2 separate regions of the Canis lupus genome follow, and region 1 is linked to region 2. Evidence: chromatin contacts called from public Hi-C data. All regions are on one chromosome and are shown on one strand. Each heading gives the region's core, a stretch centred on a gene start, on an enhancer-like site or on the middle of the called end of the contact. The rest is flanking DNA. Distances are from core to core; before and after follow the strand shown.

Region 1 (6,990 bases), core at 5-2,504, 280 kb before region 2:
GCAGTTTCGAAAAATAATTCTCGAGTATGTTTGTGAAAATACACTGGCTCCCCGAGGAGTTGCTCTATTAAGACCCTGCTAAGTCCAACAGGGGCAGCTTTCAATACGGAGGGACAAAAAAGAACTTTCATAAGGCTTCTCTGTGTTAAAACCACTTGGTCAGACCCTGTCATTATTTTTACAGTTATGAGAAATGAAATACCTGGATTACCCATTCAAAACCTCTTTTTTTTTTTTTTTTGAACTCTGACTTTAAGTTACTTATACCCATTAGCATTACATTCCCCCCCCCCCAACCCACCCCTGTAATCCGTGGAACTTGTTTTAACTAGGTCCATATTCCCCTTTAACTCCACATACAACTCTAGAGGTCTACATCTTGAACCCATAACCGAAATCCTATTTTACATCAGTCAGAACACCTCACAGCTCACAACCCTCACGGGCTCCCATTATTCCGAGCAGTACAGAGCGTTAAACGGGAAAACCCGCGAGCTCCTCGGCGGCATCGCTGGAATAAGCACGACTACAAGCCTCTTTGCCTTGCAGACCTGAGCCTTTACCGATCAATAGGTCAATACTGCTTCCCATACGATTGTCTACACCCCTTATGTGATGACTTTGGATACCCCTTCGTTACCAAGTTAGCCCTAAATAAACACAGGTTACAGGTGCAGAAACCTATTTTCGGTTTCGTCAGGGAAACATCCAGACTGCCTACACTTGGTGCTCGTGTTCTTAAAACTGCACGTTTAGCGGGACACGGGGGGGCGGGGCTCGGCGGTGGAGCACGTGACCCTGGGGTCCCGGGATCGAGTCCCACTTCCGGCTCCCCGCGTGGAGCCTGCCTCTCCTTTTCTCACGAATAAATAAAATCTTTTAAAAAGCAACTGTGTGGTTAGACCTTGTCTTTCCTATTAGCGTCTGACCTGAAGGAGCAGAAGCCTTTTTTTTTTTTCCATTCTGGTAAAAACCACGGCCTAATCGGCTCTCAGGAAACCTTTCAGGAGCGGACTGCACCGGGAAGCCCCGCGGTCCGGGTGTGGCCCTTGCGGGGACGGAGCGCGTGAGAGGCCCGCGCCGGCGAGACCGCGGGGTTCGCGGCGCCCCCTCCACACACACACCCGGGCCGGGAAGGCACACAGCCGCCCCACCGCCGAGACGTTCGCAGCCGCGCCCAACCCAGGCTCGCCGCCCCGGAAGTTATCCGCGGCGCCCTTACATCACTTCCGGGCAGGGCTCACTTCCTCCCCGACGCGGAAGTGCGGGGAGGCCCCGGGGCCGAGGGCGGCGGACGGAGCTTTGGTGCCGCCGTCCGCCTCGGGAACGTTCTGGAAGGCTAGATCCTGGAAGGCCGGGTCCCGGCAGCCCCGACGAGACGAAGCCGGCGCTCCTCGGCCTGGGAGCCGATGCCGGCCGCGCCCGGGAGGCCCCGTAGCGGGGCCGGACCATGAGCCTGCTGGGCGGCCCGGCCTCCTCGCCGCGCGCCCCGCTGCCGTCCAGCAAGGCCAGGATGAAAAAGCTCCCGAAGAAGAGCCAGAACGAGAAGTACCGGCTCAAGTACCTGCGGCTGCGCAAAGCGGCCAAAGCCACCGTGTTTGTGAGTCTGACCGCCGCTCGGCGCTTGTCCGCCTCGACACTCCTCTCCCTCGCGACGCGTCTCCGCACGGCGCTCCCCGGGCGGGGCGGCGGGCACCGCGGTGTCGGCTTGCGCACACCCGCTAGGCCCGCCCGCCGGGCGACCCCGGACGCCTTAGGTCGTTTCCGAGCCCGCTGCCTGCCTTTCGGAGTTGGTGAAGATTGAAGTGAGGAAGGTGGAGTGCTCGGCACCCCGAGGACGTGCCGGGGACTTGGCGGTCCTTGCCCCTCTGGCCGCAACGCTCTGGGAAAGGCGTTGGATTCTCAAGAGGACCCTAGAGGGAGGCACTGAAACCCAAAGATGATTTGCCCCGATCACTGGCCCCGGTTTCTCTACCACTTCCACTACAGAGCTTATTCCCAGGCACCCTGAATACACACAACTGACCCCTGCCCCAAGCAGGCCCGGGAAGCTTTCCAGTCATTTACCCCCACCCCCGCCCCCTTTTAATACCTTGAGCCTCTCTAGTGTCTCTGCTTGTTCTTCTGTTGTAGAGGCACTGAGTCTACCGACCGAGCGAGCTGGCCTGCAGGCCCCGGTCCGTGTTACGGTTTATCCCGGCTCGCCCAGGCCTGCCTGCCTCCGGGCTGGGAAGTCGGGAACCGAGTCCTCAGTCGCGCTTCCCACGTCTGAATCCCCCACCTTACCCTCTCCTCTCCACCAAAAGCTCCAACATTCTCTCAGCTTTTTGGGGGAAGCCTAAGGGAAGGTTTGGAAGTTAAACATTCTTTCCAGAAGCAATCACTTAGCACTTGCTGTGCGCTCTGGAGAGAAATGAAGGAAGTAGAATGAAGAGGACTTGATACTTCATTGGCCATTCCCTTTCTTTTATGCCCTCCCTACATGTCAGCGGTACCTAAGGTCTAGGTTACCAGAAGGAGGTTGGTTCCATCCAGTACTGGAAGCAGGCATTGTGGAGAGAAGGGGGTGCCGCTTTGAACATTCAGAGTGCGAGGTCTCCCCTGGGGAACATCCAGAGGAGAGTGTGTCCTTTACAGCTCATGCTTGGCAAACAGATTGCATCAGAAAGACAGATGATTCTTGAGTACCCATGAGTAGATTACGAAGTTTAAGAATTTTGCATATTACAGTGGATTTTGTTCTACCCAGGTCTACTCTTCAGGGTTCATGTAGCATGAGATGCTTTGGGTTACATTGGTTTTGTGAGCTCCCCAAGAATCAAGGCACTTGGGAATGGACATTTCTCATATTTGGAAGGATTAAACTTAAGCCGTATGCCCTTTTCTCTGCCAAAGGCTACCCTAATTAGGGTGATCATATATCTTGGTTTGCCTAGGGCAACCCTAGTTCTACCACACTGTACTGGCAAAATAATTACCAGCATCCCCTTTTCATTCAGACATGTCCCAGTTTTAGTAAGTTATATAATTACCCTGCCCATAGTGGAACTTGACTCTACCTTTAAAAAACTTTTTAAAGTTTTTAAAAGCTGTACATTGTTTTAAAAGTTTGTCTGCAAGGTAGAGTAGCTCACCCAGCAATATAGACTATTTTGATTTGAATTATAGCTCCTCTTGGCGTGCCTGGGTGGCTCAGTTGGTTAAGCATCTGACTCTTGAGCTCAGGGTGGTGAGATTGAGCTCAGTATCGGACTCCTCACTGGGCATGGAGCCTGCTTAGGATTCTCTGCTCTTTCCCTCTCTCGCAGCCCCTTTCCCCACACCCCCCCCCCCCCCCCCGATCTCGTTTGAGCTCTCAAAAAAAAAAGAAAAAGAAAAGAAATACAGCTCCTCTTCCTAGCATAATACTTTGATCTTTTATTCTTTTTATGTGATTTTATGCAAAAATTTTTCTTAAAGGAAAATGCTGCTATTTGTGATGAAATTGCTCGTCTTGAGGAAAAATTTCTTAAAGCAAAAGAAGAAAGACGGTGAGCTGCCTTCATTTTGTGTTCAAAATCACATTTTCAGTGATTGATACAGTGTTACTGTTTTGGGAATTTTTTCCAGTAGAATTTTTGTGCATTATACGACCCATTGGCTACTGATCAAGTACAGAGAAACTCACAACCGCTGGTACTGGTTCCCATTTACCCAAGTCATGTTGGACCCTGGGGATGAGACAGCTCCTCTGTTCATCTTTCTGACATGATCCTCTTGCCATATCTAATAAGCTATCTTCTTATAACTCTTCAATTATAAAAGAGAAGGGATAAAAGAAACTGCCTCTCATTCCATAAATACTCAGTATGTACTACTCTATGCAGACCACAGTCTGTATATAAAATATATACATAAGCAGGTCATGGTATGTGCCTTTTGGGAGCGTAACACCTTTCAACATCCAGGTAGAGGAACACTCTAGATGCAATAGAGATAAGCTACAGTCCTCTGTATGGCTCCTTGACATATTGTCCTCTGGAGCTTCATTATTCCCTGGGTCCAAGAAGAACTTTATTTTTATGAGTGTGATAATCTTTGTGTATAATTCTGGCTTTTCCAGCACTTGAGTAAAATATTGAACTGATATCAAACAGAAGTTCATACCTCTGCTCCTTTTCCTTCCCAAACTCAGGTATTTGCTAAAGAAGCTCCTCCAGCTTCAGGCTCTAACTGAAGGGGAAGTACAGGCTGCAGCTCCTTCCCACAGCTCCAGTTTGCCCCTGACTTATGGTGTGGCCAGCACTGTGGGAACTATACAGGGAACTGGGTCCATTTCTGGGCCCAGCACTGGGGCTGAGGAACCATTTGGGAAGAAATCCAAGAAGGAGAAAAAAGAAAAAGGCAAAGAGAACAACAAACTGGAAGGTACCTTGGGGAGAGGATATCAGTTGCCCCAGTGGCCCAATGACTGTTGACAAAGAACTGGTACTAACATGACCACAGATATACTCAAACTCTCATCTGGTCCTTAAGCAGCTCTCCTAGCCCTCAGAAAGCAAGTATATCAGAGCTACTTTGGGTGAAGGAATTCTAGACAGACCTGGCTAAATATGAAGAGAGCAGGCTAAGGGCCTCCCCCCTGCTCCCACACTTCCAGGTCTCTGGGATGCCTTCAGTTCAGTCTTTCCTAGAGGCAGGGAAATGGGCTAGGTGGCCTCTTGAGCACACGGATGGCTTGGGAAATTTCTGATCTGTTAAATAAAGTAAGAGGCCTTAAAAAGTGCAAGCCTTTTAGGTCCTCAGCACTAATGTTAAAATTAGCCACTGCCAGGTGGGTGGGTTAGAAAGATACTCTGGGCTTTTGGGGAAAAGCCCCCTGTGCCCATTCAGGGAGTATATAGAACCAGGATTGGCTTATGGCTCTTAGCATTCACGTGTCAATTTTTCCCTTCCCCTGAGCATTGGGAGGGACCTAAAGTGGGTGACCCCAGATTTGCGTTTCAGTTCTGAAGAAAACATCCAAGAAAAAGAAAATGGAGGGAGGTGCTCGCAAGCTGGTTCAGCCCATTGCCCTGGATCCCTCAGGACGGCCTGTGTTCCCCATCGGACTGGGGGGTCTAACAGTATATAGCCTGGGGGAGGTGAGTGAGACCAGCGATACATAGAGAGGAGAATCAGAAATACGGGAATGGGGTTGAGCCTTCCCTCCCCGTTCCCATTAGCCGGAGTCCCTTGCTGATCCAGACCAACCCCAGAAAACCTCCAGTCCCTAGGAAACCAGGTCAGTTTTGTCTACTGCCCAGCCTACACACTTTCTCTCTGTGATTCAAGTCATTCTTTGCAACCCCAAAATGGTCTCAAGGGCTACTACACACAGTACACTGGACTTCTGAATTCTCCAGCGACCTTAGTCGCAGATTCGGGGAATCTCTCTTCTAGATCATCACCGACCGACCTGGCTTCCATGATGAGAGTGCCATCTACCCTGTGGGCTACTGCAGTACTCGGATATATGCCAGCGTGAAGTGCCCAGACCAAAAGTGTCTGTATACCTGTCAGATCAAGGATGGTGGCATGCAGCCTCAGGTACCCACTCTCCTTATGACCGCTGTTTTTCTTTTCTTTGTTTTTATGTTTTTTTGGTTTTTTTTTTTTTTTTTTTTTTTTGAGAACCTTCTCTGTGACAGCCACTTATGGGTATTACCTGTTTTGACACTTAAGCACATACCGTACAGTCACCATTTGAGTAACCCCAAGATGCAGAAAAGCGATTAGCTCTAAATCAGACATTTGCTAATAAGTGCTTGAGCTGGTATTCGGATCTATATCTGTCTGGCTCTCATAGTGACGACCTTTCCTTTGAACCCTGCTGCTTGTACTGTTGCTATGGTAACTGTGTGAGGCTAAACAAGCCTATATACAGGAAAGACTAATTTGATACTCTGCCATTTCAGAGGACCAGGATGGGGGTAGCAAAGATGGGGGTGTACCTATTAGTTTCTGGTTGCACACGCTCTTAAGGACCTGGAAGATGTGAACCTTAGTTTTGTAAATACCTTTGTTCATCCTTCCCACTGCTACCAATTCAAGGCAGCTGATTTTCCCCACCCATCACCTCTGATCATTAGGAAAAAAATAGACCATTTTCAAAGCTCCAGGCTTCAATGTCTGATGTTACAGATCACCAGAAAGTTGGGTGGAAGGAAGTAAAGGCAAGGAGGGGAACCTTTGAGCAGAAGCTGAGAGTCAGCCTGATGCATGTGGATAATACTGCAGCGCGCCTCTCCTGGTTAGAGCGTTGTTAGATACAGGTGACTGTTTAAATGACCTGGCCACTGCAGGAGTTCTGTTTAGAAAGTATTCTAACAGAAAGACTCCTTGTAGCAATAGCCCATATTTATAACAAATTTATAAATTCACTGCAAATGTAATCAAAATTCTAATAAGATTGTAATGGATATTGACAAGCTGATTCTTAATTTCCTCAAAGACAAACTGCTGAAATATTTCTGAAAAGAAAAGTTTGTAGGATTTTAAGTATCCCCCCCCCTTTTATTTTTAAAGCTTATTAACCTCTCTAGACATTATTTTCAGGTACATCATGAAATTTAGTTCTTTCTTTTTCCAACTAACATGAAGTAATCTCTAGTGTGCATATAATGCATATAATATTTCAGTATGCTTCCAGATGATTCTTTTTCATCTCTGTAAATGCTAACAGGACTTTTAATTACTTTAGCTTTATAGAATGTTTCATACTATATGTTAACAGAAATATAGAAAAATATTTTTATAATCTTAAAGTGAAGTGAAAGCTTTTCTTTAGTAGGGCATGAAATGTAGACGTCATAAAGGAAAATAGTAACATATTTGACCATTAAAAATATAATGAATGACAAAAGACCTGATAAGTTAAATTAAAACTCAAGCAAAAAAACAGGAAGAAAATATATAACTGTGGATTAATATCCAGATAAAGTGTTCCTCTGGTAAAATGCAAAAAGCAAT
Region 2 (7,156 bases), core at 3,544-6,043:
ATGCCAAAAACACGCATTTTTTTTTCTTTTAAGTTTCTAAGGAAAACAGACATTCCTGAGCAAACTGTTCCCTGCTGAGAAACTAACTCTGGCCAAAGAGAAGATAAACTGCATGCAAGGTCAGAAAATAGGAAAAGAGCCCAAGATGTGAGCTTCCTGGATTTAACAAGAGTATAGATTCATATGAGACCACTGGTGCAGCTACCGGTGAAATGCAAAGATCTTGAGGTAGAGAAAGCAAGGAGCTAATCATACTTCTCCCCAGTGTTGAGGGCCAGTGTGTGTGTGTGTGTGTGTGTGTGTGTGTGTGTGTGCGCGCGCGCGCGCATGTGTTTGGAGGTGTGCAATTCAATCTCCCTCCAGCCTCTCAAGGGTGGCTGTTTTCTGCTCCCTACCCCTCTGGGTGGGGGTGGGGGAGGGGGTGGGATGGGTTACCTTCTCGCTCACTCCTATCTATAGACCATTCTCTCTCCCTTTTCTTGGCTTCATCCATCGCTTTGAATCTAATGTTGTTAGACAGTACCACTCACTGCTTTCCAAGTTAATATCCTCTACCAACCTCCAGGTCTCTTTCTCAAAACTCCTTGAAGACTATTATTGTTCCTGGTTCTCACCAACACTATTCTGGTCATATATTTTGGTGATTTTTTTTTAAAGATTTTATTTATTTATTCATGAGAGACACAGAGAGAGAGAGAGAGGCAGAGACACAGGCAGAGGGAGAAGCAGGCTCCATGCAGGAAGCCCGACATGGGACTCGATCCCAGGACTCCAGGATCATGCCCTGGGCTGAAGGCAGGCACTAAACCACTGAGCTACTCAGGGATCCCCCATTTTGGTGATTTTTTAAAAAAATATTTATTTATCTATTTATGAGAGAGAGAGAGAGAGAGAGAGAGAGAGGCAGGCAGAGACACAGGCAGAGGGAGAAGCAGGCTCCATGCACCGGGAGCCCGACGTGGGATTCGATCCCTGGTCTCCAGGATTGCGCCCTGGGCCAAAGGCAGGCGCCAAACCGCTGCGCCACCCAGGAATCCCCCTTGTTTTTTATTCTATATCAGCATTCCCTCCCCTGGCCTTACCACGGACTTTGACAGTACCATTATAGGCAGTCCTTCCACACCCTCAGTTTCAAGCATCCCACTCTTGGATCCCCACCTCTTATCTTTTTCAGGGCACTCTTTCCAATTATCCTGCTTCAACAAACCTGAGACCTCCCTGGAACCTTCAATCTCTTAATCTTACAAACCTTACAATGTTGCTTACATCCCACTTGTCCTCCCTTTCCTTATTACTTATTTTAAGTTTCATGGTCATTTAATTGCTCCCTTGCAGTCATCTTCAACTCTCTTCAACTCCCTAAATTTTCATTTCTTGCTTGAGAGTAATATTTTGGTAAAGCCTCAACCCTGATTAAAATAAATTTTTCCACCTACTTTATGCTATAAGCATGCAACTGAAGAAAAATGCTCAACCATGCTGACTAGTCTCAGTTGAAATTCACAGTCATGAATTTTATATGGGTCCTTACTCTTCCAGACAACTATTTTTTGTACATTATCTTCCTTCCTCAGACCTGAACATCTCTTCCTCTATATTATTAATTGATTCCTACTTGTATTAGTTATCATTTTTCTGTGTAATGGATTATCTCCGAATTTAGTATGTTAGAACAACAAACATTATCCCACATAGTTGCTGGGTGCGGAGTCTGGCTCGGGGTCTCTTATGGTTGCAGTCAAGCTGTTGGTTGCAGTCAAGCTGTTGGCCAAGACAACAGTTTCTGAAGATTTGACTGGGGCTGGAGGATCTACTTTCAAGATCATTCAAAGGGCTGTTGGCAGAAGTTTTCAGTACTCAGTCATGTGGGCCTTTTGATAGGGCTACTTGTGACATAAATGGCCTCAGAGCAAGTGATCTGAGTGATAGTGAGAGCAAGAGCAAGAAAAATGACAGAGAGAGAGAGAGAGAACTCAGCATCTTTTACAACCTAATCTCTGATGGGATATACCATTTCTTCTGCCATATTCTATTGGTTACACAGACCAACACTGGTACAAAGTAAAAGGGGACTACACAGGGTGTGAAGACCAGGAGACCATGAGAGGCCATCTTGTAGGCTGGCTACAATACAATTTTATAGAGAAAATGCAGCAGTCGGAAGAGAACTTCCACAAGTTGTCACCACTATATTACCCAATTACCAGTGTATAGTCTACTTCACTGGAATTGTTATAATGAACCTTTCTTCCTGCTATCTGAGGCCAATCCTTCCCCTTGTTCACTAGATCCCTTTCCTTCTGGTCCACTTAAGTTCATAGTGCAAACGGTCTCCCATCTCTCTCTTGCATTGTCAGTTTTCTCCTGTCTACTGGATAATTCCCAACAACCAAAACCATGTGCTGCATTCTTAAAGAAAAGAATCATCCTGTGATCCTATCTTTCTTTTCAGCTACCCATTTCCCTATGTCCCTTCACAACAAAACTCATTGGAAAGGCTGCCTAAAATTGCTGTCTCCAATTCCTCCTCCCCTCTTTCTTAAGTGCACCCCATCAGGCTTTCACTTTCCAACTACTTCAAAAACACTGCTCTTTTAAAAGTCATCAATGACCACTTTGTTAACCCAATAAGCCAATTCTTAGTCCTTATCCAATTTGAGCTATCAGCAGGATTTAACATGAATGGTCTCTTCTCTTCGATGAAACATTTCCTTGATTTGGCTCTCAAGCTATCACACATTCCTCGTTTTTTCCCTTAGCTTACTAGCTGATCCTTCCTCCTTCTCAGCCTCTTTACTGTTGGAATTCCCCACAGCTCAGTCCTTGGTCCTCTTTTCTTATCTGTCTATAATTCAGTGGCTTGATTTAATTTCATCTCCTGGCTTTAAGCCTATAACCTAACAACTCCCAAACTCTTATTTCTAGACCAGAACTCTCTGCAGATACTTTTATCATATTATGTTCTTGGATGTCAATTCGAAAAACAAAATCTGTCTCAAACTGAATTCCTGATCTTCCTCCCAAACTTATTCTATCCACCATTTTCCCCATCTCAGGAAATGGCAATAGCGACTCCATCCTCTCAATTGCTCAGAACAAAATCGCTAGAATTTTTCTGGACTCCTCTCTCTCTCTCTCTCTCTCTCTCTCTCCACACACACATATACACACACACACACTCCATATCCAACTTTCAACAGGTCCTGAAAGTCCTGCTTTCCAAATATATCCAGAATCCAACGACTTCTCACCATCTTTACCACTACTTCTCTGATCCAAGACATCATAATCTCCTATTGGAATTATTGTAATAAATAGTCTCTTACTTGGCCTACTACTTATTTATACTCCTGCCTCATGCAGTCTATTCTCAATACAGCATCCACAGTGATTTTTTTTTTTAACAATTTAAGTCACATTATGGCATTCCTTTGCTCAAAACCCTCCAGTGGTTCCCCATCTCAATGCCTTTCCATGGCTTGCAATGCTTTATGTGATTGCCCACCCCCTAACTTTCGACTGCCTACCCCAATACTCTCTCCTTCTCTCACTCCACCAGTCACACCAGCCTCCCTGCTGTTTCTCAGCTACTTTGGAGCAATTGTGCTTGCTGTCCTCGCTACCTGGAACCCTTAACTCTCCTTTGAAGGTGACAGTAGCTTGTTCCATTGTATCATGGGAGTTTGCCTCGAAGCCTTTGCTCAAAGGGACCTCAGTGGGGGCGCCTGGGTGGCTCAGTTGGTTAAGCCACTGCCTTTGGCTCAGGTCATGATCTCAGGGTCCTGGGACTGAGCCGGGGGCTCCCTGCTCAGCGGGGTGTCTGCTTCTCCCTCTGCTCCTCCCCCCAGCTTGGGCACTCTCCCTCAAACAAATAAAATCTTTTTTTTTTTTTTAAGTACTTCAATGAAATCTTCTCTAGTCATCCTATCTACACATTCATTGCCTCTCCCCACACTTCTTTTCTTGCTATCGTAGATCACGCTTTTCTTGGGTGCTCAATAAACACAGAAAGACGCCCACAACGCTATCTTCCTTCTTTGCTTATATCAACGATATTCATCAGCACCAAGACACATTTACTTATTCATGTGTTTATTTGCTTACTTCTTCTCGTTAGACTGCAAATTCCACTAACAAGGGCTGTTTGTTTTGTTCACTGGTGTCGATTTCCAGCGCCCAGAACAGTACCGGTATGTTAAAAAGCTCCCAATTATATGTGAAATGAATGAATGCATGGGTATTTCACAGGGATAAGGAGGTGTCCCCAGAATCCCAGTAGAGCTTGGAGCAGAGAGGGTGACCTCTCACGATGCTGCGATATTCGAATTCAAGAAACTAGTAAACAGTCTCATAAAGGGAACGAGGTGTCCCCAGGAGCCGCAGCATCCACGGTTAGCTCGTTCCTCCAGGACGCCCGGCCAGGGCCACCCTTTCCCATCCTTTTCTCCTGCTTCCCTCCACCGGGACCCCCGCCCCTCCCGGTCTGCGCTCCTCAGCTCCCCCCAACCCTCTCCGGAGGGATTTTCGGGCTGGTCCCTGCGCCAGGACCACAAAAGCACCTGCAGCCGGCCACGCCCCGGGCCCCGTTACCCAGCAGCCCCGCGAGCCCACTCGTTCCCGCCCAGTCTCCCGCGCCTTCACAGGCCCCGCCCCTTCAGCCGGCCACCAAGCGGAAGTGACGTCCATGCGGAGCCCGGAGTCCCGCCCCGCACGCTTTCCCAGCCCCGGGGCGGGGACTCAAGACCGGAAGGGGAGGCTACAAGGCCGCCCGGAAGGGCAGGGGCAGGGCGGGGCGGGGCGGGGCGGGACCGGGCGGCCCTCCCGAAAGTGGCGGTTTGCTGGAGGCGGTTACCGTAGTGTCCGGAATAGTTGGAGTCGGTGGCGCGCTTCCCCCCGTAGCGGGACACCGGTTATTTGGGCCCTGCCTCAGACTCCGGTTGCCGGCCCCGTTCCCTCGGGCTGCTGCGGCCCGTCCTCCCTCTCCGGGCGGGGCCACCCGTGGGCCGCTCTAGGTTCTCTCCCCTCCGATCGCCATTCCTTCCCGGAGGCAGGCTTTACACTCTCCCTCTTAATTTCTTCCTACTCCTCTTTCCCGTCCTTCCTTCCTTCCTTCCTTCTCCGGGATTGTTCTTCCACCGCCGCCTCTCGAAGGCTTCTCTGCTTTCCTGGCGCCTCCGCAGCAGGCTTGCGGCGGGGGGCGGGGGGCGGGGGGCGGGGTGGAGCTTTCCACGCCGTCCTCGGAGGGTTTTAAGCGTTAACTTTCTGCTTGCCCAGGAGTCGCAGATGCCGGGAAGTATGGCCCCCCTCCAGAAGCCTCGCCACGCCACGAGGATGCCCCTGGCCCTAAACCCCCTGAAGAGCAAGGACGTGCTGGCGGTGCTGGCCGAGAGGAACCAGGCTGTAATGCCGGTTGGGGCCTGGGTGGAAGCGGCCTCGCCAGATAGTTCGGAAGTCCCCGCGTATGTGAGTGTCAGTTCGATGCAGGTGTAGTGGGGCCTCCCCCCCGACCCCCCCCCCCATATTAGCCCTCTCTAATCGGTGCTTAGATAAACATGAACAGTCCTTTCCCTTCTGTTGTAAAATGAGTATGTTCCTGAATTAGGATTGCAGAACGCACAGGTGTCTGCCAAAACTGTCTAATTCACAAGGTCTAGACTGCTTGCTAGGCACAAGACGGAGGCACTGGCTGTATCTTGCAGACGCCCTCCAAGGTAGTAGGGATCACAGTTGCCACAGTTGCCACACTTAGTGTGTGTAAGTAACATTAATGGGTTCCTTTTTTTTTTACATTAGTTGATTCTTAAAGTTACAGTAAGTGTGTAGAATCAATAAGACTCAGACGCAGTAAGAGAGTAAGGGAAGGAATATTAATTCTGACTGGGGTTATTCTGAGAGAGTTTTGTTTTTTGTTTTTTTAAAGATATTATTTGTTTATTCATGAGAGACACAGAGAGAGAGGCAGAGACACAGGCAGAGGGAGAAGCAGGCTCCCTGCAAGGTCCCCGATGTGGGACTCGATCCCAGGACCCCAGGATCACGACCTGAGCCAAAGGCAGACCCTCAACCACTGAGCCGCGGAGGCGCCCAGAGAACGTTTAACTATAAGGTCCAAAAGAAAAGGGACCTTTATTTTTTGTTCATTCCTATCCTGTCATATAGTAAGTCTTTAAGGAAACACTCGTTGAATGAATGAATGAGTGAATAGATGTAGAATAGATGTAGAAATACAGTCTATGATAGTCCTTAAAAATGGAAATGTTATAAGTACAGACGGTAGGGAAGAGCATTTCAGATGAAGGGAAACTTCTGCAAAGTTTACCTGTGTGCCTGTTTACCTAGTAACTCCCATATGTCACCATTAACACAGGAGGACAATTTTGTAAAGAAGATTGTTGATAGTCTTTCACTATACTGTGCCCCTTAGCTCTTTGTTGGAATTTTGTTGTGGCATTTACCATGTTATATTCATAGTAAGTTGTTTACATATCTGCCTTTCCTGATGGAGTGTGAGCTTCCAGAGCACAAGGAAAAAATCTTATTTATTAACCTGCCCCCAACTTCATTTTAGTGTCTAATAAGTGGAATGCGCAAATTGTGTGATTGTCTTCAGGATGTGTAGACAAAATATTGAACATAAGATGAAAAATATGAGTGGTCCTTGATCTCAGAGAAGAAATGAGACCTGTTTAAAGTAAATCTTAAGTAGCAAAGCAATGTCATATGTCCATTTTATTTTTTTGTATACACACACACATTCATTTATTCCTCTTCTGCCTATTTCCAAAAAAGGGTATTGTCTAAGTAGTATATGATTAAGTGCTATGACTATGATACTTAAAGAAGAAAGATAGGACTTTGGGTTGATGTGATACAGGCAAGTTAATGAAGAATTTAGATGGTCAGAGAAGGAGGATGATTCTCCCAATTAAGGAGAATGGGGAGAGTGGGAAGTGAGCAAAATGTTTTCTGGATTCTAAGGGTAGATTAGATGAATTGGAGTGGGAAGCTTCATAAGGATATGGTGGTTGATAGGATTGTAAAAAAAATAGGAGCAATAGGAACCACAGGAAATTTTGGATAAGGGATTGATCTCATTGTTTAATATTTGCAGATGAATTTAATGATAAAACAGTGTTCTGATTAGGTTAGTTGCTTC

What was found. Hi-C and Micro-C count contacts between places; a contact is called where the count stands out from the background.
Region 1: a contact with region 2 is called in a Hi-C map of blood, with 10 times the contacts expected there. The contact joins the promoter of TBRG1 here to the promoter of CCDC15 in region 2. A contact is called at or near these places in 2 of 9 Hi-C or Micro-C datasets (both in blood).

What each region holds. Positions count from the first base shown.
Region 1 is chr5:9,797,124-9,804,113 of UU_Cfam_GSD_1.0, reverse strand. TBRG1 (transforming growth factor beta regulator 1) reads left to right here and starts at 1,254. Exons shown (of 8, transcript XM_038535816.1): 1 at 1,254-1,600; 2 at 3,460-3,530; 3 at 4,175-4,407; 4 at 4,987-5,123; 5 at 5,422-5,568. The coding sequence starts at 1,451. LOC106558784 (a long non-coding RNA gene) reads right to left here and starts at 1,185. Exons shown (of 4, transcript XR_005359113.1): 1 at 930-1,185.
Region 2 is chr5:9,522,443-9,529,598 of UU_Cfam_GSD_1.0, reverse strand. CCDC15 (coiled-coil domain-containing protein 15) reads left to right here and starts at 4,793. Exons shown (of 16, transcript XM_038535774.1): 1 at 4,793-5,047; 2 at 5,275-5,463. The coding sequence starts at 5,284.